Linked DNA regions of Mus musculus: all the other regions are linked to region 1. A link is a contact called in public Hi-C, HiCAR-type and promoter capture Hi-C data. All regions are on one chromosome and are shown on one strand. The core of a region is the stretch at or near the end of the contact, and the rest is flanking DNA. Distances in the headings are between cores, read along the strand shown. Region 1 holds the start of Cdk19 (cyclin-dependent kinase 19). Region 2 holds the start of Foxo3 (forkhead box O3). Region 3 holds the start of Sesn1 (sestrin 1). Region 4 holds the start of 5730435O14Rik (RIKEN cDNA 5730435O14 gene). Region 5 holds the start of Cd164 (CD164 antigen). Region 6 holds the start of Mical1 (microtubule associated monooxygenase, calponin and LIM domain containing 1). Region 7 holds the start of Zbtb24 (zinc finger and BTB domain containing 24).

Region 1 (4,073 bases), core at 596-3,095:
GTATCTAAGTACACTGTAGCTGTCTTCAGACTCAACAGAAGAGGGCGTCAGATCTCATTACGGATGGTTGTGAGCCACCATGTGGTTGCTGGGATTTGAACTCAGGACCTTCAGCTGGTGCTTTTAACCACTGAGCCATCTCTCCAGCTCGTGAAGAACTTACTACTTACAGAACAGTGAAACATAAAACCAACGAGCATGACTCACAGTTTGACACCTCCTTATTTGCTTGTCTTATCCATTCCTTCTTTCTAGCTTAATCTTGCAGGACTCAAACTGGTTGCTTTCTCCTAATGTATCATTTTGTGACCGGGGCGCAGGCTGTCCTGCCTGCAGCTTTATGGTCTCTGTTCTCTCACTTCCTCAAGGCCCTGTTCGTTCTTTACATTTAAGCTCATGGTGCTTTCTTCATGACGGCTACCCACCTAGCCTAACAGTCATCCTGCCGATTTTATCACTGTGCCTTGTGCCTTACAGTTCATATTATAGATGTACGCACGGGAGTCCTACACAATGAAATCGAAAGGCCTGATGATTGAAGCTCATGACATACAGAGAGGAACAAGAATTGGAAGTTTTAGTAGGTATTGGAGATAAATGAAGGAGAGGGAAGGAAATAAAGAGGAAATAACAAGTCGATTCTTTGTTTAGATGGTCTCCCCAGCAATAATGTTGTCTATGGATAGCTTAGCTGCCTTTTTGACACAGACACCTTATCAAATTTCCCTTTTAAATTTAATCTTGTTATAAAATGCTGCCTTTTATTTTAGGTAGTGGAAGAGAGCTGAAACGCGCGTGTCGAATGGATCTCAATTTCTTTTCGGTTTAAAAGCCATCAATATGCAGTGGGTCACATTTTTAGTAAGGCACTTTCTAAGTTCTTACAGTACTACTTTGAGGTGATGGGTTCTGAGCCTCAGACACCATAACGAATCAACGTCATGAGCAAGATAAATACCTTAAACCCCTAGGTGAGCCTCGCCATTACTGTAAAACACGCTTTACTACCCAGCAAAAACGATTGTTTTTAAAACGCTGCATTTTTGCAATCTTCCAAGCGCTTTAATTGTTCTCAGACAGATGGCTAAAGCTAGGCTACCGCACCCGCATATGTTAGGATAAAACCGACTAGAGCGCCAAGAAAAAGATGATTGGCTGTGGGCCGTAGAAGTTACACGGTTCCCCTAGCAAGAGCTGGGAAACCGCTGAATCTTCAGGTTTTGAAATACGGTTTTTGCATCGTAAAGAAAGAAGATTAACCTATCAGGAAGAACCGAGCACATCCAATTACCAATCAAGAGCGGGAAAACAGCCAAAGCCGGAGATAACCAGGCACCAAAGCGGACGTCACTCTTCAGTCTCTGCCAATAAGCCGAGGCAAGGGGCGGGGCAACCAGAGGATCAATTGCCCAAGAAAACAAACAATGTGTAGTACAACTGTCTAAACCCCAGTCCTAAGCTCCGGATGCGCCGGAATGAGCTCTAGAGCAAGGCTCTCGTGAGGTGCTTCCCGCTTTTCTAGCCTAATGACAGTCAGGGCCGGGTATCTACTTCCTAGCTCAGCAAAGGTGTCCTTCCCGCCAGCTCCCACGGGCTCGCAAAAATCCCGCTGCAACTTTGCGCTACAGTTTACAGGAACAGCAGTCGCGCGCTGAGGGGGTGGGGCGGCGGCAGAGCGCAGGCGTACATGCCTTGTGGAGGCGTGGCCCAAAAGGCCCCAGGAACTCTGGGAACTGTATTCCCCGCTCCCGAGGAGGTAGCACAACTCACGAGCCCTCTTGAACTACATTTCCCAGAATGGCTCGCGACCTTGGGGCGGGACGCTTGGTTCCTTAATGAGTTCGAGAAAGCCGCGGCGCGGCCCACCAGGTTCCAAAACAAGGAAATGAAGGGAGGAGGCGGGACTGTAGATGCCTGCGGGAGCCGCCGCCGCCGCCGCGGAGGAGGAGGAGGCGGAGGAGGTGGCTGCCGCGGCCGCCGAGGAGTCCCTTGCTGAAGGCGGACCGCGGAGCGGCGGGCGGCGCGCGCGCGCCCGAGCGACGGCTGTTGGAGAAGTGGAGCGGCGGCGGTGGAGGAGGGACTGAGTGGCGGCGGCCCCCGCGTCCCGGTTTCTCTATGGGGGAAGCAGACAATGGATTATGATTTCAAGGCGAAGCTGGCGGCGGAGCGGGAGCGGGTGGAGGATCTGTTTGAGTACGAAGGGTGCAAAGTGGGACGCGGCACCTACGGGCATGTCTACAAGGCGAGGCGGAAAGATGGGTAAGAGCGCGAGCGGGGAGTGGGCTCGTCCCGTCCCCTCCGCTGCGGAGCCCCGGAGGGCTGGGTGGGTCGGAGCTCCCGGGACGAGGCGGCGTGGGTCGCAGAGCGACGTCCCGGGGCTAACTCGGAGGCACTGGTGCTGCCGCCCCCCGCTGGCCGGTCGCGCCCCTCGAAGTCGTACGGCGCAGCCCCGTCGGGGGCGTCGGTCCCGCCTGGAGTCGCGGCTGCGTGATTAACAGCGGGCGGCGGGTGGAGACCGCGCCTGGAGGTGGAGTTTAGGGGTCTGGTCCCCGGGGACCCTCCGGAGGGCTTGGCTGAAGAGTTACCGGTTTGGCCCTGTGCTGGTGACGGTAGTGGTGGAACTTCCAATCGGCGCAGCGCCTTCCCGGGGCGGCGGTTTGAAAGCTCGCGGGGGCGCCTCCTGTCTGGTGGCGCAGCGCTTGGGGTCCTGGCTGGCCCCTTGGGTCTGACTTCCTTGCCAACCCAGACTTCATCTCTGATGTTTACCTGGGGACTTCCCGATCCTGCTCCCGATTCCCACATTTTAATATTCTGAATTCAGCACTCTGAAGGTGGACCCTGGAGAGAGATAAATTGTATATTACAAGATTTAAGTGTTCTCTGGTTGCTTATCTTTCCTGCCTCTTGGCTATCTTAGGTATAAGATATATCTTGGCTATCTAATTCCCCCCAACCCCCTTTAAGATAGGGTATCTGTGCGCCCTGCTTGGCCTGGAACGGAGAGATTCGCCTGCCTCTGCTAATCAGGTACTATCATTAAAGGCGTATGCCACCAAACCTGGTCCATTTCTCTTTTCTTCAGGAAGAAATCTTGATTTCTTCAAGTTCTTAGCCTCTGTCAAATGGCTGTGAGCTTTGGTAGTGTTTATTGAGAACCTAGACCACCAAGAACAGAAAACGGAGTGACAGGCTTGAGCCTGGATTGCCGTTTCCTTAGTTGAGGGGATCTGTAGGAATCTCTTGGGAAGTCTTTATGGATTGTTATATCAGTAAAAGACAAGTTGATAAAGCATCGAGAATGTCCCCTTCGGGCCGGTGGTCAGACTGGCTTGTAAGAGCTGGCCCGGTGGAACCAAACTTCAGGCCTGGGAATGGTGAGTTTAAAGCCAGTTGTCACCTTGGCTCCTTTCTGGAAGGAATTCCTTTCCCTTAGGTTCTGTAACTTAGACTCAAACGATTGTCAGACTATACAAAAGGGAGACTTAAGGATTGTGATGGGGCATTTTTGATAAGCCGGATTATCACCATACCTCAGATTTAAAGTGCTCCTTGGGGCCCCTCCTTCCCAGTGCTGTGATTTGATAATGTTGGTGAGGCGCTCCCGCATCAAAGTAAGCAGTGCTCGAGCTACTTTTCTAAGAAGAAAGCCAGAGCACAGTCGTACCAAGTGTCTCATACTCAGTACCTGGAAAGTTACAGGTACTGTCCAGAACTCAAGGATGATGGTTAATCGCTATTGCAGGTAGACCTGTCTAGGCCAAGCTACTCAGTTGTCTGAGCTGTTTCTTTTAATTACCACATGTCCTCGAGTGCACACCAGGGGCTGGAGGGTACTGTAATTGACTTGCACTCTGTTTTTGGCATAGCCACTCTCCTGATTAAATTGATATTCCAGTGGGACTCTTCACAGGGCTGTTTGGGGAAAGCAAATCCAGTGCTGTCATTTGGACACTGTGGTTCCATTGTTGGGCTGGATTTTCCCGTATCCCCAGGGACTGTGCTAACGTTGTGATACATGTCATCTAGAATACACAAAGTTTTCATTAAAAATATCTTAAAATATTTTCATTTGC
Region 2 (4,073 bases), core at 589-3,088, 1.9 Mb after region 1:
AGTAGGGCACACAGCGCACCATCCACTCGTAGATCTGGGACAAAGTGAGCCGTTTGTCCGGGGAGCTCTCGATGGCGCGGGTGATCAGGTCGGCATAGGACAGGTTCCCCCAGGCATTCCGCCGCGAGGAGCATTTCCTTGGTTGCCCAGAGCCCCCAGCCGCCCCCGGCTGCGGCTGTGGCAGTGGCTGCTGAGGCTGCAGCTGCGTCGGCGTGCCCCCACTCAGAGCGCCTGCGGCGGACGCTGGCCCCGACCCGAGGTCCTGCCCTCCTGGAGCCAGCAGCATGGCCGAATCCTCGAGGAGCAGCCCGGAACCCAGCGTGCTGCTCACGCCGCCACCGATCACCATGGCCGAGCTGGCTCGGCCGCCGCCGTCCTCGTCGTCTTCATCGTCGTCCTCCTCGGGGATCATGGAGTCTGCGGCCGTCTCCCCCGAGGGCTTGGCCGGGCTCGCCTGCAGCTCCGGCCTCTGCAGGGGCCACGTACAGGAGCGTGGCCGACTCTGTGGCTCGAACTCTGGGTCCAGCTCCACTTCGAGCGGAGAGAGCGGGACCGGGGAGGCTGGTGCCTCTGCCATCTTCGCCGCCTGCCCGCCGCCCGCGGCTTGGGCTCTTGCTCTCTCCTCTCGAGCCCAGGCTGGGTGCGGCGGGGGAGGAACGGGGCACCGCGAAGGTTCGAGCTCCAGCTACCTAGGGAAGCGCGAAGAGAGAGTTGGTTATCCTGTGTTGGAGCCTAGTCCGCGGAGACTCCTCGCCCGCGGCCGCCACCTAGAACGGATAGACCTGGGGACGTGCGTCCCGCGAACCTGGCGCAGCAGACGCCGCCCCCTGGCCTGGCCGCCCGGGAGACGCGAGCGAATCGACGGCCCCGCGCGGGGCAGCCCCCTCCCCCGCTGCCGTCGCCAGAACCGCAGGTCTCTCCCGGACTAGATGGCGGGGCGGAGGGGGGAGGGGCGTCCCGGGGGAGGGGTGGCCGCGCCATTAAGTGTGGGCGGCCTCCGGACCCCAACAGCTCCGCAGTGGTCGGAGGGCGAGCGTGCGTGCGTGCGTTTGTTTATGTTTGGCTCTGGCTCGCTCAAGTGCCTCCCGCGGAGGCGCAGGGCAAGTCAGCAGAGTCCTGGGCTCTTCTCCCGCTCCCCAGCCCTGCGATCCCCCCCACCCCTCCCAGGCGAGAGGCCCCCTAGGGCTGGCGCGGGCAACTCCCGTCTTTTCCTCTCCGCCCGCGGACCAGCAGGGAGAGCGTGGGGGTCTGGGTGCAGACCTGCCAAGATCACTTCCAACAAGAGAGAGAGAGAGAGAGGGCCGACCCCGCAGGACTAAGAAGATCTGAGATGTATTTTCTTGGGGACGTGGGGCCCTCCGCCCCCTTCCAGGTCAGAAACGGGAAGGAGGAAGCAAGTGGGAACATAAATCTTCCAACAGGTCGGGAAGCGCCAAATCTCTCGGACTGCATGAAAACCCGGACCAGCACCGTTCATCACCTCCTTGCTCCCGCTGCTGCCATCTTGACAGTTCCCCCTTCCCTCAAGTCCTTTAAAGACACTAGCGGGAGAGAAGGGGGGGAGCACACCGAGTCACGGGGAGGGAAAGGGAAGCGCCTGGCCCAGCTCGGAAACAGATCCGGAGTCACTGGAAAGGCGGCCGCCCCGTTGCAAAGCTCCGGCGCCTACCTCGGCTCCTTCCCTTCAGGAACGAGGCGGGAGGGCGTACGATTCCGCGCGAGCCCAGGGCACCGCGACGAGGGGACTCTCGGGCCGCCGCCGCAGCCCGCCGGAGGAACCGCCTGTCAGCCTGTGCTGCGCCGCCGCCTTCCACATTCCTCCTCCTCCCTTCCACGAGCAGGGCGGCCGCGGCAGCAGCACAAAGTTATAGCCACTCACAGGGAGCCTCAACCTAGGATGACGGCGGGGCGGGTCCCCGCCCAGGGGGAGGGCTGGGGCGGGGGCCGGGAGGGCTGCTGTGCGTGCGTGTGGGAGTGCGCGTGTGTGCGCCCTCGCGCCTGCGCGGGGCTGCGGGAATGGGGGCGGGCGCGCGCGGGTCGGGACTCGGCCGGCTCCGCAGCCCTCCCGGTTGGGGTCCCGCGCTCTCCTGGGGACCTCAGCGGCCACGCTGGCCCGGGACGGGAGGCCAGGTCAGACAACACACCACTGCGCGCCGCCCCGCGCTCTCAGCCTTGGGCCCTGCGTTTGGCTCGTGGGCCCGTGGCCTGCCCGTGGGTGCGTGGGGTCGGAGCCCGCCCCAGTATCGGGTTCCTTATTAGAACCTGACACCAGGGAACACCCGGGTTAAGCCGGCAGCCGCAGGTGACAAGGGTTACCTGGGCGTGGAAACACTGGCCGGCGAAGATCGCGCCGAAAGGTGTGTCACTGGACCCTCACCTGGGACACCCGGCGACAGTCGTGCTTCGCTTTTCACGGATTTTAAGGCTAAGTGGGAAAAGTGCAACTCAGGAAGAAAAGTGCAGTGCGCCCCAGTCCTGAACGCAGGAGCAGAAGATAGCTAACTGGAAGCGGGCAACAGTTTTCTTATGCTAAAGCAGCTGATTACGTGCTTGACTTTTCTAAGTCTATAGACTTCAGATCGCACCTTCACAATCCCTTATCCCACGATCCGTGCCTCCCGGCCGTACTGTGTGCTTTTCTGCGCCACACGCGACATGCATACCAAAAGTCTACCATGCATTCTGGTTCATACGTATCTTTCCAAACAAAACCCTCTCGGTCTCTGCAGCTAAAGTCTGGGCTCCGCAACAACCCAATACCCCAAAAGAGCCAGCCTAAAAGAGCCTGCAGAGGCCGCCCACCCCGGAACTCCGGCCTCCAGGCTTTACGCGTGATCCGTCACTCAAGTGACGTGAGGCCCCCGCCCCTGCACCAAGCTAGTTCGACGCGTACAAACAGATGATGTCATTGTCTCTACACGCGCGTGACCCCGGAGCCCTGCGCCGCATCGCCATTCGCTGCGCGGCTTCCTCGTCAAGCCACGCCGAGCGCTGACTGGCCGCCGCCGCCAGTCTCTGGGCTCCAGACGCCTCTCGCTCCTCTTCGCCCCCGCCCCCAGCAAATAATAAACAATCGAGTAAAATTGCAAGGACAGAGGGGAGGGAGAGCGAAGGCGCGCTGAGTGGCAGCCTTCGCCGCGCAGACAGCGGGAGGACTAGAGGAGGACTGTGCAGGGAGGAGGGAAAGGAGGTAGGGAGCGGATCTGAGCCGCACGCTCTATCAGGGCGAGAAACTTTGAGAACCTCGGCGAGGCCAGCTTGCTAGCACGGCGGGCTCTAGGACCCCAGGGCCCTGGCGAGACGGGAGGGGCGGAGCCTGGTTGCGCAAAGCCCGTGGGCGGAGCCCGGCGGCACGTGCGGGAGGAGGGGGCGCGTTGCACGGGCTCGCCCGGGACGCGCAGCCCCGGCGGCTGGCGCGCTTGTTTACCAGCACACGTGTGTGTTATTTTTGAGATGGAATGTGGGGCTGGCTGAACGGCTGGCGCGTGGGGCCGCCCGCGTCGGCGGAGGGACGCGGCGAGGCCCGCGCTGCCGCGGCCTCCCCGGGCGCTGTTTGCAAGGAAGCCAGGCTGGCCCGTAACCCGCTTCCCGCATAGCCCAGAAGTCCGGACCACGCATCTGGACGGCGAGATTCTCGCGCTGCCCAAGCAGCTGCAGAGACCAAGGGCGCAGACCGAGAAACGCTGCCTCCTTTGCGTGCTCTTGGGGCTCCTGCCTTCACCAGAACAAAGCAACTGCTTTAGATACACACCGGTGCACACACCTGGACCACAAGGTGGACACTTAACACCCTGCGTGGTCTGTGACCTTGCTACAAATATCCCCAGTCCTTTGGTGCAGGTTTTCGGGCTGCATGGCTCGGCCCATTTACGAATAAATATATTTCCATCACCTCGGCTTGTCTTCGGAAAGTGGAGCTGAAGAAAGGAATTCTGCCTTTTAGGGTTGCTATGCTACCTTAGGACCCGCCTCTGTCCTTTCCAGTCTGATCCACTAAATAAGCCCAGAACTTGATTTTGATTTACAGCCTGGCAATATAGATGGTGATGTGGGGTCACAAATTCAGCTTCGAT
Region 3 (4,073 bases), core at 987-3,486, 1.5 Mb after region 1:
TGAAGAGAGAACAAGCTAGACATGACAGGCTGAGCCAGAGAATAAGGAGGAGCCAGAAGAGTAGAACACATTGCTAAAGTTAGTTTGAAGCCAAGCAGAGCAATTCAGTCAGAAGCAAGAGACGCCAGTTTGAATCAGTCAGAGGAGTTTGGGCCAAAACAGCTGAGTTGAACCAGAGAGCAAGAATTCAGAAAGAGCTAGAAAGAGTGAGCTTATTCAGCAGGAAGTCTCAAAAGCTGGAAACACTATAGGCCTTTACAGAAGCTAGAAGCTTGCAGGATTGGGCCTAGATTAGCTGATGGAGGCAGTAAGCCTCCAGACAGCAATTACAGCAGGAGAATAAAAGTTATTGTTACACTTTTCTCATGTTAAAAGCCTCATTAATTTTTATGGTTTTGGATTTTTCAATGAGTGTATTGTTTGCATGTATGCCTGTGCCCCAGGTTTATGCCTGGTGTCTACTGAGGTTAGAAGTCATCAGATCCTCTGGAACTAAAGTTATGAATGGCTGTGAGCTGCCAAGTTGGGGCTGAGAATCGAACTTAAGTACTGTATAAGAACAATTCTTAACTACTGCACCATCTCTTTAGTTCCAGATTAATATTTTATGACTATGTTTACTTTGTAAAACAAAGGATTAAAATCGAATCCGATTACCAGTCTATTAAAAACCTTCCAAAAACACCTTTAGAGAAATGACCATATCGTTCAAAGATAACACATTTAGGAGGTTTTTATAGGCTTCTTTTCATACAGAACCTTCCAAACCTAAGGACATTTGAAGTTCTTTTCAGTCTCAGACACAAGAGACTTGCTTTCAAAGATCCCCTTCGGATGCTATCTGACTGAGCAAAGACAGCACAAAACAGATCCCTGTAAGGGCAAAGGTGCAATGGCAACGCTTAGGGATTCCTAATCCATTCAGCACGGGCCTATGTGCAAGAGGACAGCAGAAGCAGCGGCGTCGGTTTTTTGTTTTGCTTTTTTGTTTCTTTTCTTTTTTTTTTTTTTCCAGTTTGCCTGTCTTAAGGCTGCTCCTTGGCCTTCCAAACAATGATCCCCAAATCCTTGCCTCAGTCACCCAACCAAAGGTGTTGAGCACCTGCACTATTTCTCTCCCGGCAAGCCACGACGGAAAGGAAGCAATCCCAGATGGCGTCGGCACCAGAGTTTCCGAGGGGAAAAAAAAAATTTTTTTTCACTGAACGGGTCACAACCAAGCCTACCACGCTTACCAGATGGACGCTCCCAGTTAACCACGGCCTCCAGAACCGTTGGTTCGCGGGCAAAGACAAGTGTCGCGGTGGCATCTGGGAATTGTAGTTTCTGTCGCAAACAGAGCGCGTAGTTAGCATTACAACTACATTTCCCAAAAGCCAACGCAAAGCCCTGCCTGCTTGGCTGTCACTCATAATTCTATCCCATTTCTACTTGGAATACTATAGAGCACCTTTATTTGTTCGGCTTTTCTTGTTCGATAAACATCTCCGGGCATCTGTACTCCTTACTTTTCTTTCCCCTTCTTCAAACCAGCGCCTCCAAACGTCGAGAAAGGACAACACCGCGGAAAGCGCATGCGCCCTGGCCGGCGTCGCGCATGCGCAGCAGCCGGTCTTAGTCAGTGGCGCGCTGGACTCGGGGTCCGGAGGTACTCTGCCCGAGGGCGGGGCTGCTTCCAATGGCTGTCTTTGCGGGTCGCGTGTGCCTGGGCGGAGAGGCAGGCATGGGGCAGGGGCGGCTCCCGGCGGTCCCGGGCGGGGACAGGGGAGGGGCTGGGGGTGAGGACCCCGTCTCCCCTCCCTGCTCCCGCCCTCTGGGCCGATCCCCACCGACGGGGCTGGGCGAAGGGGCGGGCTCTGTGCCTGGGGCCCTTTGCTTCAGCCGTGCAGCCCTGGGCTCGATGACTGCTGGATTGCGGGGTGCCCTCTGGCTTGGCGGAGGTGGGCGAGGACAGAGGAGTAAGAGGAGCATCGGCGTACCCCGGGGGACAAGAACCGGCAGGGTTGGGGACGCCGCCCTTAGTCGCCGCTGACACTGTGATTGGCGGACACTGCTCCCCCGGAGCACCGGAGCCTCGGGCCCCAGCAGCTAAGGGCCAGGGTCTACCGCCTACCCCGCCAGCACCCGCCCGCTGCCCTGCCGCGGCGCTAGGAGGAGCCGAGGGGGGCGGAGACTGGTGTCGGAGGAGGGCGGGGTGGGAACGGTCGAGAACCAGCCGCTGCACAGACAAAAAATCGAATGGCTGGAGAACCTTCTACTGTTTACCAGCCTTTTGGGACCAAGCACGGATTTGACAGCTCCACAACGTGAGGATATCCGCTGACCCTGCGACACAGAGAACACTTCCCCGGGACTCTGTGTCCAGCTAACCAGCTCTGTGAGATTGCAACTTTCCAAGTTTGTTCTTTTCAATCTCTGTCAGAAGACTGCCCTCGTGTAGGAGAGGGTGCCTGGGTGATCCGCCTTGTGGATCGATTTGAAAGCATCAACTTTAAAAAGCACGTGTGATTCCCAGTGCCATCCAGACGCCTGCTTTCACGACGGCTGGATTTCTCTGACTTTATTCTTAGCGTTTCTCGTTGTTTTTGTTTTTTGTTTAAAAAACAAACAAACGACGGGCTGCTTTGGGGGAATGCTGAAAGGTAACTGACTAAACGCTGAAAAAGAAAAAGCTCTTGATTGTCATGGCTGAAGGAGAGAATGAAGCGAGATGGGAGGGACTGTGCAGCAGAGACACGACTACTAGAGAGACAGCACTGGAAAACATTAGGCAGATCGTTTTGAGAAAAACCGAATACCTTCGTTCAGCGAAAGAGACACTTTCCCGACCTTCAGACGGACTTTCAAACGCGGTTTCTTTGGATGGGATGAATAAACTTCTTGCTCATCTGCTTATGCTCTCTAAGAGATGTCCCTTTAAAGATGTGCGAGAGAGAAGCGGGCTCATTCTGAAGAGCGTCGAGGTAAGAGCAGTTTTAGAGTGACTTAACTAGCCGATGTGATTTGACTTAGTTATTCCCGTCGCTTTTGCTTCCATGGGGGTAGTCTAACTGGTTAGCTGTTAATAATGACATCACTAGGCATTAGAGGGTTCTGTAAAACGTTCAATGTTGGGCCCAAATGGAACAGGCTAAACTAAAAACGGTTTTCAAAAATAGATGAACAGGAATTGTTTTTATGGTGTTTTTGGGTAGAAATGGCATTGTCTGTGGAATATAATATATATGAAAGGTCTGGTTAATTAAAATCCAGTCTTTGTCATTTTTTTTCTGTTTGTTGCCAAGTGTAGCCAGTGCGCTTTTCACATTGTTATGGTGTGGAAAGTTTCACACTGAAAGCCTCAAAAATGAGGAGTTGCATGAAATATTTCCTATTTGTTCAGAGTAACTGGCAGGATAATTTTTTTCTGGCTCTTTAACAAAGACAGGATTTCATTTTCTAAAAGCATCCTAAAACAGAACTAGAAAACAATAATAAAAAACAGCCTAAGTCATAAAGAAGGTAACTCTTGTCCAGGTGGAAAAGTTGGACCCAGAGTTGGGCGTTCAGTAGCTTACTCTCCATACTCCCAGGAAGCTGAGGAATAATGCCACCAGGAGTTCGAGACCAGCCTGGCGAGCAATGAGTACTAGGTCCATACATGGCTACATGGCAAGGCCCTGCCTTAGGGTTGCAGGGAGGGGGTTGTGGGGAGAAAAAGAAAGAAAAGTTGGGTCCAGGTAAGGCATTTGGTGAAAATACTTGGCTGCTCAGTTATTTTCTGTTTTCCTTGAATTGTTTCTTTCCTCTTTTCATGTGCAAACCTATTAAATTGTGAGTGCAGTAAGGTTTAAAATTCTATAATGTCCTGCCATTTTTCTACAGTCACTTTATTCTGTTGTATTAGAAGGTGTGTTAAAATTTGGAGAAGCAGGAGAAATGTTTATACATATGAAGAATGCTCACTGACTGTGTATTAAGTGATGACAGCTTTCTTTAGTGACTTAGATAAAAGAGGTGCAATCATAGCCATAAAATAATTATCTTCAAATATTTTTACAGATACTCTAGAATCAGTAATAATTCGTTTTACA
Region 4 (4,073 bases), core at 920-3,419, 1.2 Mb after region 1:
GAGCATGCGAAGCATAAGAAGCCACTTGTAGAGCAGATGCTCCACCCTCGACCCTCAGGCGCTCCCACAGACGCTTACCTGCACTGCTCCCTTTCAGGGTCACTGCAGAGGTCCCTCCCACCTGTGTAAAGAGGTAGCTCGACCAGGTTTCACCCTCCCACTTCCCCCACACTGGTCCAGATTTTCCCAGTAAGCACCACTGCCTTCTCAGGACTGCTCCGTGGCAGCATTTACCTCTGAGCCTGGACTGTTCCATGGCGGCATTTACACCTGAGCTAACTACACTAACAGTGTTGGCTGGGGGATTACACTAACAGTGTTGGCTGGGGGAACAGAAGATTGCTCTGGGCAATGATTGTTCAAGAGAGCCAGTCTTGGGTGAGGCTTGATGGGTGCCAGGGCTTATTATGTGTGCCATGGTTTTATAGGAGTGGCCCACCACACCGACACCATTTGTTTTGTATCAGGCACAAAGTATTTTGGAGGTTTCTAAAACACCAATTTTGTTGGTGAGCGCCTATTTACTCTGAGACTGACACCCAAGAGTTGCACACAGGGACACTCAGCTCCTAGCTCTATGCCCTGCTCCTACATGCTCCCTCCCCACCCCCACTCTCTACTCACGCTCTGCTGTGCCTTCCCCTGCCTGTCTTCATGTTGCCAGCTCCTCTTGTGTTTCAAGATGTGGCCCCAACAACACCTCTATCAGGCCTTCATGTGCCCTCTACTCATAAATAGATACATGTATTTTTTTTTTAGCTTTCTTTTTAATAGACTCCATCTCTGTCTCAAGGGAAAAAAATATTAGCACCAGTGGTGGATGGAGACTGGTTTACTAGAAACTGGGAAAAGACTGGACAACGACATGAGTTTTTAAAGAAAGACTGCCAGGTTGACCTGATTTTCTCAGGAAATAGAGCAGCAGGATGCTCGAGAACCGGAAGAGCATGCTGGAAGAGCATGGCTGTGTGGCAGAATAACTGCGTGCTCCAGGCCCATGTCTTTGGCAGCTGCACAGCCTGGGAGGTCTAGTGTGGCAGCTTGGGGACTTGGGATTTGTCCTGACTTCACAGCTACTAATGACTTAAACAAGGATGCTTAGAGCTCAGAGCATCAAGAGGCTAAAGAATGGCCCAAACTGACCAAGAAGACAGATGGTGGGACAGTACAGTGTCCGAGGACAACATGTGTGAGCAGACAACATGCGTGAGCAGACAACAGGTGAGCAGAGGCTGGCGTCTCCAAGGTCTCCAAGCACTTCCTGAGCTGCAGATACACCTGATAGAGATTTGCCCCGCCTGCAAATCCTACTTTCCTTCCTACAAGATGTTATCCTTAGCTGGGTGTGGTGACACACGCCTATGACCTAGCAGCTGGGAAATAGAAGCAGGAGGATGGTAGAGTTGGTGACCTCAAAGTGAAAACAACATTCCGTGCCCTGCCAAAAATCAAAGATCCTTATCCTCAGCGATGGGCTGAGCAACAGTGTGCAGCTCGTGTGTGTGTGTGTGTGTGTGTGTGTGTGTGTGTGTGTGTGTGTGTGTGTATGGTGCTTTTATATATATATATATATATATATATATATATAATGCTCACACACACACACACACACACACACATATATATATGAGCAGGAATTCATACATACATACAGATGTATATATGTGTGTATATATACACACACACACTTACACACACACATCACAAAACTTATTCTTTTAACTGTCATCAAATACAGAACAGTGGCAGCATCATGACCACATGACAAATCTCTTTCCATCTCACAAAATAAAACCAGTACCCACTGAATACTAATTTGCCCTTTCTGTCCCCACCCATGGAAACCACCATCCCACCTTTTTTCTCTGAGAGTCTTCAGGGAACCTGAGAAATATCAAATTCAGGATCCTTACACTCGTTTTACTCTGCATCATGGCTCATTGTGTGGCACCGTGTGGCAGAATGGCCTTTCTTTTTTGTTTTTGAGGATTAATACACTATTTTTATTTGTGCATACTATTTTTATTTATGTGTGTATGCCGGCACGGGTTCATGTACACCACTGAAAGCAAACATATTTGTAAGCCGCCCAGTGTTGGGGACTGCTGCGAGAGCAGCAAGCACTCTTCATTCCTGAGCCATCTCCAATCTTTAAAGCAAGGCACAGTGGGTTTTGATTTAAGGCCCCTGCCCCTGGGAGATGGGGCCTCTCATCAGCACACACAGTGATGCTTCAGTGTAAATGAACACCGAGTAAGTATATGACTACATCTGTATCTGGGGGAAACGGATCTCCAACCACACTTGAGAATCCTCTACCTCATAACTAAGGGTTAAAATGTTTAATGTAAAAATTATGGGAACATTTCCAAAAACTTAAGAAAAATGTAAACCTGAAGAAAACAATATCCACCCAAAATTGAGCACATTTTTCCAAAACAGATTTTTTTTTAAGTTTTAAATTTCATTTATTTATTTACTAACTTAAAAAAAAAAAAAAAGAAAAGAAATACAGTCTTTCTTTCTGTGTAGTCCAGGCTAGTTTGGAGTTCTTGTCTCCTTTCCTCTAACTAACTGACGAATGTGTGTAAGTTTGTACGTGGAGGTCAGAGGGCAACCTGCTGGAGTCTGTTTTCTCCTTCCACTGTGTGGGTTCTGGGGATCAAACTCAGGTCACCAATCTTGGCAGCAAGCCCCTTTACTTACTCAGCCATCTCACTGCTCCCTGGGGTGGAACTCATTTTCCTCCCTTTTCATTGCGTGTGTGTGTGTGTGTGTGTGTGTGTCTGTGTGTGTCTGTGTGTGTCTGTGTGTGTCTGTGTGTGTGTGTGTGTCTGTGTTTGCATATGCATGTGAGCATGCCATGGTGTTTGTGTGTGGGTTTGATGGAACAATGTTCATGAGTTGGTTGTCCACTTTCACCATGGGACCCACAGATGGAACTCAGGTCACCCACACTTGGCTGCAAGCACCTTTACTCACTGATCCATCTTACTGGCCCCCTGGCCTGGAACTTTTAGTCTACCTGCCTGAGCCTCCCGAGTGCTAGGATTACAAGTGTGTACCACTGTGCCTAGCAGGACAGATTTTCTTCTTTTTTTTTTTTTTATTGTAATAGTTGCATGGAGATGATTTGTCTGTCAAGCACTTATTAATGAATGACCCTGAGCCTGGTGTCCAAGCATGAATGTGTGCTCCCTCATGCCGCCTTCTCAGACATAAGAGTCATTCAAAATGAATTCTTTCAATTTTAGCAACTGCTTCCTGCCAAGGGTAAATACTGTTAAACACTACATTTTAGGGTGGTAAAGAGCTCAGATAGCTTTTCTGATATACACAAATGTAAAATTATTGGTGCTACTTCTGCTGTGGAGGAAATGTGGGGGGGGGAATGAAATGCTACTCTTTGATGCTGTTAGCCTGTTACTAGCTTTTCCCCCTCAAACTGTACACTTCAAAAATATTTCCTACGCTGGGCAGTGGTGGTGCAGGCCTTTAATCCCAGCACTTGGGAGGCAGAGGCAGGCGGGTTTCTGAGTTCAAGGCCAGCCTGGTCTACAGCATGAGTTCCAGGACAGCCAGGGCTACACAGAGAAACCCTGTCTCGCAAAACCAAAAACAAACAAACAAAAAGTTCCTAGTTCAGTGTATCATAGGCCTTTTTCATTTTTCTCTCTTTAACTTTTTTATACTAACAAATCAACAACCGGAAATGTTACTTTAAAAAAATTTAACCCATTCAAAAGTTTCAAGTTTGTCTTTAAACATTTGACCACATTTTTTGACTAGCCAATGTTCATTTCCCGATTACTCCAAAATGGACAGACATTGGGCTTTTTCATACTAAAATGGTAGTGCGCAGCGGTCTTTTGGGGTTCAGCCTCAGGAGTCACATCCTTAGGGAGAGTAAGAGCGGACCAGGGAGTGTGTTAAGTGACGGCCTTCCTCCCTGGGTTTCTGACAAAGGGAACCACAGCCTTCATTTTGAATGCCTACCTTGGGCCCATCATCTTGGGAATCCTCCATCAGTCTCTGTACAAATCTCTCAACTATCTGGGGTCTCATAACTGAAA
Region 5 (4,073 bases), core at 723-3,222, 1.2 Mb after region 1:
AGTTTTCAACTAAGGTTGTTGATTTTACCATTGGGGCACACTGAAAATGTTAGGGGGGGTGGTGTTGGCACAAGGGAAGTGTAGGGTGTTTTCTACCCTCTCCTAGATAGAGGCCAGGTTGTTATTACACAACCTATAGAGACTAGACAGGAAGAGTCAACTAGCCACAATAGCGTCAAAGTTGAGAAATAAGACAATAAATGGAATTTGGCTCCTTTAAACTGAAAATAAAGCTGATTCTACAGCAGTGAAAATGACTTTGGAACTAAATCTTGATCTAGTACTGTATATGCTATTAAAATAAACCGAGCCAGCAGTTTGTTAGTCTTGAAATTGTCCCCTTATAGAAACGAAAGGAAATCTGATGACTATAGTTGGAACACTCAAGTGACAAGCTGTTAAATCAATGGTCCCCACAGCAGAGTGTGTTCATCCTAGGGACAAATGAGATCATCGATTTGGGAGCAGGAAGAGGAGATGGAACATAACCTCTGCTTTAAAATCTCCAAACAGAAGTTCTTCTTTTAGCCTAGGTGTCATGTGAGGCGTTTGAGAGAACAGCAGCTTCTCTAAAGCTCTTATGATGACTATTTGACTGCACCTTAATGCTAAGACCATTGATTTGGTCAGTCACAACCCACTGGCTCATATTTATTTTACAGAGTACACCCACAAAGGAACCACATTAAATTCATTACTGGCAGAAATAAGGGCTTTCAATCTTTCGCTAAAGTTGTAAAAATGCTTTTAGAGTCATTTTTTAAAATGCATACTACAGCGAAACAGACACCACCGAAACATCTGATATTCTTGTTATTAGGGTCACATGCATAATTAAAATTATGACATTAAAATTGTAACATAAAATATGGCAAACGCTAAACAATCAAGACAGCATAGTGCAAAACCCAGGGACTCTTGCATGAGGGACAATCGTTCTACCAAATGAACTACATTCCTAGCTCTACCTATCATTTTCAAGTCTCATTTAAAAAAAAAAAAAAAACCAAAACCACCTACTATAAGCATGTCAAGCGTTGATTATTTTGTGAGACCCGGCATCAGATGGCGCTCACGACTAAAGAGAGCCAGAGTCCGCCAACAGGCACTGAAAATGCCTGTTCTGCCACTATGCTATCCTAGTGTCAGGGTCAGGTCACTTTCCCCAAGTCTCATACTTCGTCGCTCGTGATGTGGGGATAGGAAGAGGCACGAAGGCTTTTCATCCCTAGCCGTCTTCCTCTCTGACCACAGTGATTGGGGCTGGGACAGATCGATCCCTACTGCGGATCTCTGAGTGACTCGGAAGAAGCAGGTGAGGCAAGGGCACCGGTGGCGGTTACGACAAGGAAGCGTCCGGGACAGATCACTTTCGGTCCCACCCACAGCTACGGGCACTGAACCAGTGGCCCGGCAAACTCTTGGATCCCGTGGTTCCGTCATTACTGAGTCCCCGAACTCTCAAAAACAAAAATTCACACTTAAAAATAAATCAAGCTTCACGGAAGAAAAGGCGGCTCCTACAGAGCCCTAGGCGAGCGCGGTCAGCAGAACTCAAGCTCAGCGGTCTCAGAGCCTCCGGGCTTCTTACCCGCAGCGCGCTACCGAGGGGTCACGTGACACCTCGCGGCCCGCCTCCCAGGCGGCGCAGGTGGACGCCCCTCGCTACGTCACGTGGGCAGTTCCATCCTTGCCAGGGCGGGGGGAGATCATCCGTGGTGCAGATGTGAGGAAAGCTCCATTGTGCCGCGCGTGATCCTCCCAGGACAAGAAGGACGGCTTGCGACGCACGGACTGCTGCCCTAGAGGTCTCCGCGGCCGCTTCTCTCCCTCCGGCCGGCTTCCTAGTGGTCTCGCCCGTTCCGCCCCGCCCCGCCGGGCTGCTCACGTGACCGGCGCGCGCTCCCGCGGGGCGGGCTTCTCGGGGGGCGGCGCCGCAGGGACGCAGTGCTAGACGGAGCCTGCTTTGCCGCAGCTTTTCTCCCGGACGCCTGGGCTGAAGACACAATGTCGGGCTCCTCCCGCCGACTGCTCTGGGCCGCCACCTGCCTCGCCGTGCTCTGCGTCTCGGCCGCGCAGCCCAACATCACCACCCTGGCTCCCAACGTGACCGAGGTGCCGACCACGACCACCAAAGTGGTCCCGACGACGCAAATGCCCACCGTGCTACCAGGTGGGCGCCCGCCGCACGCGCCGAGCCGGTGGGGACTCGCGCAACATGGCCGCCCGGCCGGAGGACGGCGGCCCGACGGGGTGGGGGGCGAAGGCGACAGGCGAGCTAGGCCGCGAGCGTTGCCCTCAGAGGCGCCATCCCCCCAAGCGCCTGGTAACTCCGCGCCGCAGCTCGGGACGGCGACGTGGCTTGCTTCCGCGGTGGCAGTTAGGAGTAATTGGACGAGGCGACGCGCCCCGCGGTCGGCGGGGTGCGCAAACTTTGGGCTCGTGGGACAGACTCTTGTCCTCCCCTCGAAACTTCTCCGGAAGTTTCTAATGAAGGAGTTCGGGATAGGTGGGGGACATTTAGAGATGAGTTGGGTGTCCCTTTGCCCCCTCCCACCAGCGAGCCTCCTGTAACTTCACGTTGACTTAGCTGAGCGGTGTTGGCTGTATCTGAGATTTGAGTGGTAAGGGAAGAACGAGGCTTGTGGCGGATGATGAGAAGTGAAACCTAGGGACATATAAAGAGCAAGATGTGATCTCCCGGGGGCCTGTGTTTTAAGGCTGTGGAGTTAGGTTGAAATTCAGTCTGTCCGTTTTTCTGAAATCCGATCAAGGAACACGCCTTTTGTTCAACTCTAGGGTTCGTTAAGGCTTGTACAAATTGGCATAGGCCGTGACGACGCAAATGAGACAGAAGGTAAATTTGAAGTAATGAGGTGAAAACACGACGTGCTTTAAGTTGGTTATTGCTCTTAATCTAGTAACTGCGCTTCTCAACCTAAAGATTGACTTGTCCTAGTGCCTTCTCTAGGGTTTTGGTTTTTTTTTTTTTTTTTTTTTTTTAATATGAATAAAACTAAGTAGTTCCCGATTTTTTGTTAGAAGGATGCTAGGGTAACAGATATTTTTAAATGAACAAAGTAAATTACAGAACAGTTCTGGGAATCTCTATCACGGTTAAAGTGATAAAGTAAAATATTGTTTGACTCCTACCTACTTGACAATTTCCTCCCAGACTTGTAATGTGTGGGTTCTTCATATTGTTTTAAGAGAAGCCTGGAAATACAAGTTAATTGCCTTGTATAATTGAAATGCCCACAGAGGAGATAACTTGTGTTTTCTGGCAATTACGGGGTTAGCTGCAGCATTCCGAAGGCTGCATCCATTATCAGGCTACACTGTTGTGAACAGCGTGTCTTAAGAACGAGTACTTTATGAATGGTTCTTCGTGTCCTGTTTGCAGTAAATACGTGTTGAGATCCAGGGCTTCAGCAAAGGAGAATGGTGCAGGCGACTAGTTTCTAGAAAAGAAAGGAACTTAGCTCCATTCTGGCCTGCTAAATTCTAATTTCTGGATTGTTTGGTTTAGTGTTCCCGAAGCCCCAACCATACAGTTGTTTTGTTGCCACTTTGTAACTAATTGTGTTGCTTGTTTTGAATCCTAATGTAAATATGATAGGCAGATGGTCTTAGCAGGCCCCTGTGAAAGGGCTGTTCCACTCACCCACACCCCCAGAGGGGTCAGGACCCACAGGTTTGGATTGCTGTCGGGCACATATATGACAGTGGCCCCTTTAGGAGCATTTCCAGGTTGTAGAGAAGACTGTGGAAGTCAAATCACCGATGAAGACAAAATCTATTGAGATTGGCTTGTTTCTGTTCGAGTTGAATTTTTTCAAGCTTACGCGCTTTATTAAAACTTGTTTCTCTGGTGTTTGGAGGCAGTGGCTTCTCTGTGTTGATGTTCTAGTGTTTACTGTTTTATCTTGAGAGTCCATGAATGTATCTTCAGTCTTGTGAAGGATTGGCTGACAGTCACTTCCTAGTACTGTATACTCCCACCAGCTGTGGAACCCACTCTGTCTGGAACTCAGAGATCTTCTGCTTCTCCCTCTGAAGTGCTGGGATTACAC
Region 6 (4,073 bases), core at 1,174-3,673, 1.1 Mb after region 1:
TTCTACATTCTCACTTCCGGCCACACTGGGTTACCTCTCTATTGGCCAATACACACCCCACTCATTCTGCCTGCAGCTCAGGGGCGGGTGGTTCCTCAGCCAGGAAAGTTGTTCAAACCATTCAAGTCAAAATTATGGGAAGCTCTTCCAGACCCTCTAATCTTAACCAGTCAGCATCTCATAACTGAGACATGCGACACCTTTGGTTCTGGGTCTATTTTACATTGGGAACTGTGGCTTTCTGGGTTGTACTGACTCTAGGCCAGGCCCATCAGAGCTGAAGGTTCTGAGCTTCAGATTCAAGACCATATCATAGACTGACTTACAGACAGATGTCTTCTGTGGTATTAGAAAGTTTCTTTTCTGGCCCTACGCCCAGGAGATCAGAGGTTAGGAGGTAAGATAAGGAAATAAAAATAGCTTTGCAGAAAGACAGAACTTGGTCTGAGACACACACACACACACACACACACACACACACACACACACACACACAAAGAGGATCCTGTCCTTAGTGCCTCGAGACTTTAAACTAAGCGGCTGCTAGTGTAATGTTTTCCAAACCCATTAGAATGGGGCTCTTTGAAAATTGAATTTTCATGTGTGGGACATTTATTTTATTTAATCCAACATGAACTATAGTCAGTATGACTAGGCCAACTACTTTTAGCTCACATAAATACACAACTTCGGGTCATAACTCAAGATCCTAATAAGGGAAAAAATGCTTGTTTTACTCTGTACATTTCTGAGAATCGGCAACACGGAATAAAAAGGCCCCAGACCTGAAACTAGCTAAGGAAGTTGGGTCATTCAAAATGCTTCCATTTAGAGACCAGGAGACTGAGGTGTGTGTGCTGGTGGTGACTTTGAGACACAGTAGGCCTGGTACAGAAATCTGACAGAGAGACAGACAGACAGACAGACAGACCTTCTGGAGTCCTGAAGCTCTGTGGCTCTAAGGTGGGTCTTTAACTAGCAGCAAGGAAAGCTGGAAATCAGCAGGTTTTTAAGAGCTGAGGAACTCGTTCTGTGATCCTTTTAAAAGGCAGCCTTCACAGCCTTTAAATTTGTTGCTCATAGAGCCACACAACCCTGTTTGGCTACAACTGAAAGTCTCTGGGGGAACCTGGGTCTTTGTAAACAAGACACAGTAAGTTGCTGTAGTCCATCTGCTAATAAAAGGGAGAGGCATGATCCTGAAAGCCGGAAGCCCATCTCTACTGGGCTTTTTAGAACATTTTTTACACTGTGTGTTTAAGTATGGGTGTGTATGACATTCTGCAAATTTGTTCCAAGCAAAATGATGTCACTCTCAGGAACACAAGTGGGCCCAGCTCAAAGGCTTCCTGGCTTCCAAAGTGTGTGGCCTGGCTGGATTGTTGGCCTCTCCTGGCAGAGGGCTGGCATTTCCTCTTGCTTCTCTCTCTGCCTTCTTATCAGCTGCAGCTGTGTGTGTTTAGAGCTCAGGACTTACTGGGTACCCCAGTATATCTGGACAAAATGCAAAATGATTTATTCAAACACAAACCCAAAAAGATAGCCACTGGACCTTGGCTTTTGTTGGTCCCTGGACCTCAAGAAGAGAGATGTAGCCATTTTTTCCTAGGTTAAGCACTTCTGGGGTAGCGATTTTACTTCCTCATGATGTCAAACCTTATTTCAGTCCCGTGGTTTAACAGTGGTAGGTTGGGATCCAGAAAGGCCTGGGGCTGATAGCATCCATGCCACTGGCTGGTGAACATGTGCAGTCATGAAGCCTCATTGACATTTCAGTAAAATAGGTTTTGTTAATGCTCATGCAATAAATGAGAACTGCTGTTTTATTAACTTTAAAGCTGCTTGATTTTGAACAATTCCTTTCATGCTACAATTTCTTAACAGGAAATACTAAGAATTTGATTCCAAAGTTCCCTAGCATTGTCTGAGTCTTGACTTTAGTTCTGCACATTGAAGTTTTATCCTCTCCCACATACCCTTACCATCCTGTTTTTCTTAGTTGAAAACACACACACACACACACACCTGGTTGTGTGTGTACCTGGTTGAAAGATGTGGACCAGGACTTTAAGCTTTGTCTTTAGCCTGAGCCTGGGAGCCAGCCGACCTGTCCCAGGAGAGATGGACCCCCGCAACTGGATCGCCTGTGGCGCCAGGGGTGTGAATTTATCGGTGGGAGAGGTGAAGAGAGCTCAGACATCTGGCGCCACTCTCGGTTCTTGCAGCTTCAATAAACTTCTTGCCGGAGGCCTGCGCCCGCTCGGCCAGCTCTTGGAAGTGGCCTACAGCGTGGGTACCACCGGGGCGGACTCAGGCACGGTCACTCAAGTCTCTGCTCTCCCTGTCCCTGCCTGGCCAGACCGTTTGGAGGCCCCCAGCAGCCCCTGGTGTAGGCAGAACCACGCCCTACAGCACCACCCGGCAGGCGTGGGCGGGACCCAGGCTGTCCCCAGAGGAGGACTGCGGAGTACGGAGGTTCGGAGTAAGTCTTCCTCTGTGCTCTGCGCTGGCGCTGCGGTCCAAACTCTTTGGAACTCCCCGGTTTCTGCCACCAGGCATCTCTTGCTTTCCCTGCGCCACCCCTTCCTCTGCCCCTAGGCCTGGGACACCCTTCCGACAGGAAGCGGCTCTTCCAGCCCCAGAAACGCTGGTAAGTAATCCAGCGATGCCTGCTGTGCGTCCTCCTGCTCGCTGGGCTGGGGGTGAGGATAAGGAAGGGGGTGGGGAGCGCTTCCGGGGAAATGGGGTAGGGAGCCACGCCTGGCTGGTTTGGCGGGTCCTCTTGCCGGCCCTACCCAGATGAGCGCCTTTGTGCAGATTTTGCTGTCTAGAGTATTGGGAGCTCTCACCCCCGCTGCTCAAGGTCCAGCTCTCCATCCCTTTAGACGCTCCACCAATGGCACATCCTTTGTGCTTGTTTCCAGTCTGGGTACCTCTTTTATTTCCTTTAGCAGAGGTCGCTCCAACCCCCAGTCTCCCACTTCCAAGAGGGACTCCTGTCCTTTCTGAAGATCTATCCACTCTTGTCCTAGTGACCCCCTAGGGCAACCTTTGCCTCCTCCTACTACGCGGGCAATGAAGGGGCTGCTGGGGGATGATAGATCGGCCCACAACCCCCCCACCCCACCACCTAGTTGCCTCTCCCACCGAGAGCAACCCATCCCCCCATACTCTTCATCTCTTCCGGTGGCAGCGTGAGAAAGCCCTCCAAGAGCCCTTAAGCTGCGTGTGGGCTGGAGGGAAGGAAAGGGGTACAAAGAGAGGCCTTGTCTCCAGAGATTCCTGGGAGAGCACAGAGGAACGCCGTGGGAGTGAGGCTAGGGGTCGATTAGATGTGAGGGTCTGCGGAAGGGGTTGCTAACCCCACTCCTTCCCACAGCCCGTTGGAGCAGCGACGCAATCTCTTCTCAGGGGAAGTGTTTTGACCACAGTGAGTCAGAAGGTCTGTCATGCAGACAACAGTCACAACATTCTCAGGCTATTTGTGAGGGTAGTTTGGGTGGCTGAGAAGTGGAATCTACACAGGCAGTGTTGCCCCTTGTCAGGAGGCAAGCACGTGGAAAAGAACTTTGCCTTTGGGGAGAGGCACATCCTACAACCAGCGTGGCACTAAGTTCGCCAAAGGGCGCTGGCGAACAGAGACTTAGGAAGAAATGGGTGTGTGTCTGTGAGGCAGCCGCAGTTGAACTGGGGTGTTAGTTCCTGCTGTCTACAAGAAGGGAAACCTCCGCCCCCACCCCACCCCTGGCAGCCCGCTGAGAAACTCCCCCGTGTCCTACTTACAGGTCCTAGGGAACGCCCACTACAATTTCTTGTCCCCTGGGCCTCGGAGATCGCATATGAAAGCTGCCATGACACTGGTCGACAGGAGGCTCCCTTAGCATCCTTGTGCCCAGGACTACTGTGTTTTCATTTCTAAATTTGGCGAATTTCACTTTATAAGAGATAGCTGCTGTCTCAGAAGGGGTCGGGGGTGTGGATCATGGCCTGGGAGTGGACTGGAAGCAGAACCAATCAGAGGTGGACCCTGAGCTCCCTTGTGACAACGGCCTGCGCTGCTGGCTCCTCCCCCT
Region 7 (4,073 bases), core at 971-3,470, 1.1 Mb after region 1:
GGAAATAGGAGTAGGAGTACTATCAGACTAGCGAGGAGGAAGATGAGGAGGAGGAGGAGGAGGAGGAGGACAAAGAGAAAGTGGGGAGGAGGAAGAGAAGGTGTGGCTATAAAGCTGTGCTGGTACTGTCCAACAGCACGATTATCCTTTTGTTCCTCTCAAGTCCCAGAAGTCATGATGGGCTTTGGACTACAGCTTCTTCAGCAGATATCAGCAAACCATCCTAGATCTCACAGAGGTTCTGTTACCTTCACTGCCACAGAAGACTTCCACTAACTGTCATCTGCCAGCTAATGATAAGCCTTCTCCTTTCTCCTGGGTCAAGTTCTCCACAGACCCAATCCATCCAGAGGCCAGGAGACAGGAGGCTCTGTTGATTTCTCTCTCTCTCTCTCTCTCTCTCTCTCTCTCTCTCTCTCTGTCTCTGTCTCTTTCAGGTGGGAAGGGGTAGAATAATGGAAATTAGATATGGAAAAGAAGGAGGAAAAATTCTGGATAACCCATTTATTTCACTATTTCCTCTATTAGCAATCTTACTCATAAAAGGGTATAATCTATGCTCTAATAATATTATCATCAATATCTTCAACACTCTAGATTTTTGCTATGAGCTGACATTTTAAATTCTTCAAATTTCAAAGTAATAAATATTTTGAGCATTTTAAATCTTGTTGGCTTTCATTTTATTAACCTACATCTTCACCTAATATTAACCTACATCTAGCTGTGAGCATCTCACATTTGGTTTGGCCACCTCAGCCTTGTCCAACCAGCCTTTTCTGACAGTCTTCCTCAGAGTGGTTCCTGGTGACCAGCTCCGAGTGACACTCTTACCGATAACCAGTTTCTCCTTTAAATAGCAGCTTATTCGATAAATTTGATCTAGTTTTGGCTCTGTGGAGTTTTTATTGCATTGTTTTTACTGCAATTCTTTCAGCAGAAAACCAAACAAAAACCTATGTGAAAGCAAAGTTGAAAGACTGACCCTTGTTCTTTCTGTCTTTTTATCATTATTATCATTATCATTATTATTATTATTTTCCTCTCGGTGCTGAGGGCAGAATCCAGAACCCAGTGCTCTATCACTGAACAAAATCCCCAATCCCACAACCACCCTTGTTCCTTCTGGAGTGCAGAAGTCAAGCAAAGCTCTCCTGGCATCCCACTCGGACGCCCACATATCTGACCGATTTCGAGGGAGCTCTGGATAGAGTGCACTAGATAACTCTGTAAAGATAAGGGGGAAACCACAGAGCTCATACCTGTGTGGTATGAGCTGCTTTTGTGAGACCCCAACTTAGAGCGTTTCTCCCTGGAAGGTAAAGCCCCTAGACGTTCCCCAAGCTTGTTTTCCCTGATCTCTAATGCGGAGACACTTAGGGAGACACTTCGTCCTCAGCTAGCTGATAATAAAACCTCTTGCAGTTTGCATCAGGTGTGGTTTTCTCTCGGGACACTGGGGTGCTGGCCAGCTCATCCCGGGACTTGAGCGGAGGCCCAGCTTTGGGGGTCTTACACTTTTAATAAAAACTAGTAAGAAAGAAAGAGTCCGGCTGGTAATTCCATCTTTAGTTTCCAAATTGTGGGCAATATAGATGGCAAATTTATAATCTGGAAGTGGACAAAGTAGAGATAATTAGGTACACGCGATGCATAAACGCTGAGCGGAAGCTGCTGGCACAGTTGGAGTAGGTCCGGAACGAATCTGAGCGGGACTTAGGAGCATTGGTCCGGAACACAGAGCCACAGCAGATCCTACCCAGGTTTTTATTTAGAGAACTCTCCCATACCCATAGGTCTCAGAGGGAGCGACACTGTCCTGAGACAACTGAAACCCTCAATAGTCTCTCAGAAGTGCCATAAATCTAAATAAAAACAGCGGTCGTTTCGGTCTTTTTAGCCAAGCCAAGCACTTACTAAGCTCATTCTAACCGTACCAGGTAGGTTAACACCTCCATTTTATGGATAAACACAGAGCTGAGGATGAGTAACTTGGGAAGGAAAGCGAGGAAGAGGATTCATTCAGGAGGTAAATATCTGCTGATTGAAGCCACCGCCGTCTTTATGCTCAGCATCTAATCAGCGGATGTGGTGTCTACTGAGGTCTAAAGGAAACTCAGCGGGGTAACTGGAGGTAAATTTCCGCAGATTGGCAGGTTTCCGCACCAGACCCTCCCTTTCCGGATTCCACAGCAAAGCCCGCCCTCGGGGCGGGGCTCCGGGGTCACGTGATGCTACGGCCCTTGTGCGCGCTTCCGGGTTGACAGACGCCGGGAGTCCGGAGCTACAGCGTAGTGGTGGCGGGGGCGGGGACCGGCGACAGGCCCGGTTAGTGCCCTCTGGGCAGCCGGGTGGGCTGACCGTAGCAAGTCCCTGCGGGGCGGCCCTGACAGGTAGGTCCGCGGCCGGTTGGTTCGGCCCGGGGCCTTGGGCCGCGGAACGTCCGCGGGACTCAGGCCCCAGGCCTGGGACGGAGCTCCGGGCGCCGCTGCTCAGAGCGGGGCCTCTGAATCCGCGCGTTATTTCACCGTAGATCTCCCTTGCGTGGGTTCGTTCCCATATTTCTCATATATGTTCCTATAGTCGAAACAGCTATTCCGTGTGTAGCATCGAGGCAGCACACCCCCAACTCCAACTTTGTGCCGCCACACTTTGAAAGTTTAATTACAAAGTTAACGGACCGGAGGGCCGTACAGACTTTTGAACCCGTTCTCTAATTTCCAGAGGAAATTCCCCACCGTAAGAGGTTATGTGGGTACTGGAGAGGCATCCAGCAGGGTAGCCGCAACAAGGGGAGGAACCCAAGGCTTGGCTTTCCAAGTAGAGTGTAGAAGGTGATAATGTAAAAAAAAAAAAAAAAAAAAAAAAAAAACTGGGTTGTGACAGCTGGAACACGAACAGTCTAGTTAGGCAATACTTCTTCCTAAATAAACATTGATTTTTTATTTCAGATTTAAGCCTCTTCAGAGTCTTCTGGAGAAAATGGCAGACACAACCCCGGAGCCTTGTGGGCAGCTTATGGTACACTCAGACACTCACAGTGACACTGTGCTGGCCAGTCTGGAGGATCAAAGGAAGAAGGGCTTTCTTTGTGATATTACTTTAATCGTGGAGAATGTGCATTTCCGAGCCCATAAAGCCTTGCTGGCCGCCAGTAGCGAGTATTTCTCAATGATGTTTGCGGAAGAGGGCGAGATTGGCCAGTCTATCTACATGCTGGAAGGCATGGTTGCAGACACCTTTGGCATCCTGCTGGAATTTATCTATACAGGTTATCTACATGCCAGTGAGAAAACGACAGAGCAGATCCTGGCTACTGCTCAGTTCTTAAAAGTCTATGACCTGGTAAAGGCATACGCAGACTTCCAGGATAACCATAGCGCCCCAAAGCCACCAGCTTTGAACTGCACTGGGACGCCAGTGGTGGTTATTTCCAATAAGAAGAACGATCCTCTGAAACGGAAACGGGGAAGACCAAGAAAAGCCAATGGTTTGCAGGAAGGGAGATCAGAACTGGCTGCAGAGGGAGAGCTGCAGCTGAGAGTGAACAATTCAGTTCAGAATAGACAAAACTTTGTGTTTAAAGAAGAAGACAGTGTCAAGCTGAGTGAGCAGACTCCAGAAGACAAGGAATCAGAGCCTGCTGGTGAGCCAGGAAGCGTGGAGGAGGTGCCTGCTGAAAAGGACGAGAACTTTGACCCCAAGGCTGGGGATGGACAGGAGAGCCAGAGTAGGTGCAGCAGGCGGAGAATCCGCAGGTCTGTCAAGCTCAAAGACTACAAGCTTCTTGGAGATGAAGATGACCAGAGTACTGCCAAGAGGCTATGTGGAAGAAAAAAGCGCTCCAGCGGTCCCGAGGCCCGGTGTAAAGACTGCGACAGAGTCTTTAAATATAGTCACTTCTTAGCAATCCACCAGAGACGCCACACGGGTAACTTCGATTTCCAGACGTGGTGCGATTGGTTGGGGAGTTTGGAATTGTGGTTGGGACGGTTGTGTTGTTTCTACATGGTAGACATGGCAATAAAGCCTTCGTGTTGTGTTTAGGTCTCGTTGTCACCTCACAGTAGGTA

What was found. Promoter capture Hi-C pulls out the DNA fragments that hold promoters and counts their contacts. A called contact is a pair of places that touch in the nucleus more often than the background predicts. HiCAR-type assays count read pairs that join an accessible place to other places. Capture Hi-C pulls out chosen DNA fragments and counts their contacts.
Region 2: a contact with region 1 is called in a promoter capture Hi-C map of erythroid cells, with 9 times the contacts expected there. The contact joins the promoter of Foxo3 here to the promoter of Cdk19 in region 1. A contact is called at or near these places in 1 of 39 promoter capture datasets (erythroid cells), 1 of 115 datasets of contacts at active chromatin or transcription factors (pancreatic cancer cells) and 1 of 9 other capture datasets (adipose tissue).
Region 3: a promoter capture Hi-C map of adipose tissue shows a contact between it and region 1, with 2.6 times the contacts expected there. The contact joins the promoter of Sesn1 here to the promoter of Cdk19 in region 1. A contact is called at or near these places in 1 of 39 promoter capture datasets (erythroid cells), 1 of 484 Hi-C or Micro-C datasets (B cells), 1 of 115 datasets of contacts at active chromatin or transcription factors (astrocytes) and 1 of 9 other capture datasets (adipose tissue).
Region 4: a contact with region 1 is called in a promoter capture Hi-C map of liver, with 3 times the contacts expected there. The contact joins the promoter of 5730435O14Rik here to the promoter of Cdk19 in region 1. A contact is called at or near these places in 2 of 39 promoter capture datasets (the 3T3-L1 cell line and liver).
Region 5: a Hi-C map of B cells shows a contact between it and region 1, with 6 read pairs. The contact joins the promoter of Cd164 here to the promoter of Cdk19 in region 1. A contact is called at or near these places in 1 of 39 promoter capture datasets (pre-B cells), 1 of 484 Hi-C or Micro-C datasets (B cells) and 1 of 115 datasets of contacts at active chromatin or transcription factors (embryonic forebrain).
Region 6: a promoter capture Hi-C map of embryonic stem cells shows a contact between it and region 1, with 2.2 times the contacts expected there. The contact joins the promoter of Mical1 here to the promoter of Cdk19 in region 1. A contact is called at or near these places in 4 of 39 promoter capture datasets (embryonic stem cells, hippocampal neurons, liver and 1 more), 4 of 115 datasets of contacts at active chromatin or transcription factors (embryonic midbrain, embryonic stem cells and fibro-adipogenic progenitors) and 1 of 9 other capture datasets (adipose tissue).
Region 7: a contact with region 1 is called in a HiCAR-type map of astrocytes, with 3 times the contacts expected there. The contact joins the promoter of Zbtb24 here to the promoter of Cdk19 in region 1. A contact is called at or near these places in 1 of 39 promoter capture datasets (hippocampal neurons) and 2 of 115 datasets of contacts at active chromatin or transcription factors (astrocytes and embryonic stem cells).

Annotation. Positions count from the first base shown.
Region 1 is chr10:40,347,463-40,351,535 of GRCm38.p6, forward strand. It overlaps Cdk19 (cyclin-dependent kinase 19), which reads left to right and starts at 1,846. Exons shown (of 13, transcript NM_001168304.1): 1 at 1,846-2,259. The coding sequence starts at 2,132.
Region 2 is chr10:42,274,857-42,278,929 of GRCm38.p6, forward strand. Foxo3 (forkhead box O3) reads right to left here and starts at 1,839. Exons shown (of 4, transcript NM_001376967.1): 1 at 1,670-1,839; 2 at 1-689. The coding sequence starts at 577.
Region 3 is chr10:41,808,338-41,812,410 of GRCm38.p6, forward strand. Sesn1 (sestrin 1) reads left to right here and starts at 2,237. Exons shown (of 10, transcript NM_001162908.1): 1 at 2,237-2,963. The coding sequence starts at 2,685. Cep57l1 (centrosomal protein 57-like 1) reads right to left here and starts at 1,531. Exons shown (of 11, transcript NM_001243074.1): 1 at 1,451-1,531; 2 at 1,236-1,326. The coding sequence starts at 1,310.
Region 4 is chr10:41,565,847-41,569,919 of GRCm38.p6, forward strand. It overlaps 5730435O14Rik (RIKEN cDNA 5730435O14 gene), which reads left to right and starts at 2,170. Exons shown (of 4, transcript NR_045341.1): 1 at 2,170-2,253. It overlaps Ccdc162 (coiled-coil domain containing 162), which reads right to left. Exons shown (of 48, transcript NM_001358562.1): 37 at 3,997-4,073.
Region 5 is chr10:41,517,528-41,521,600 of GRCm38.p6, forward strand. Cd164 (CD164 antigen) reads left to right here and starts at 1,973. Exons shown (of 6, transcript NM_016898.2): 1 at 1,973-2,173. The coding sequence starts at 2,008.
Region 6 is chr10:41,473,891-41,477,963 of GRCm38.p6, forward strand. It overlaps Mical1 (microtubule associated monooxygenase, calponin and LIM domain containing 1), which reads left to right and starts at 2,424. Exons shown (of 24, transcript NM_138315.2): 1 at 2,424-2,650. Gm51797 (a long non-coding RNA gene) reads right to left here. Exons shown (of 2, transcript XR_003948996.1): 1 at 3,784-4,073.
Region 7 is chr10:41,448,138-41,452,210 of GRCm38.p6, forward strand. It overlaps Zbtb24 (zinc finger and BTB domain containing 24), which reads left to right and starts at 2,221. Exons shown (of 7, transcript NM_153398.3): 1 at 2,221-2,393; 2 at 2,952-3,931. The coding sequence starts at 2,983.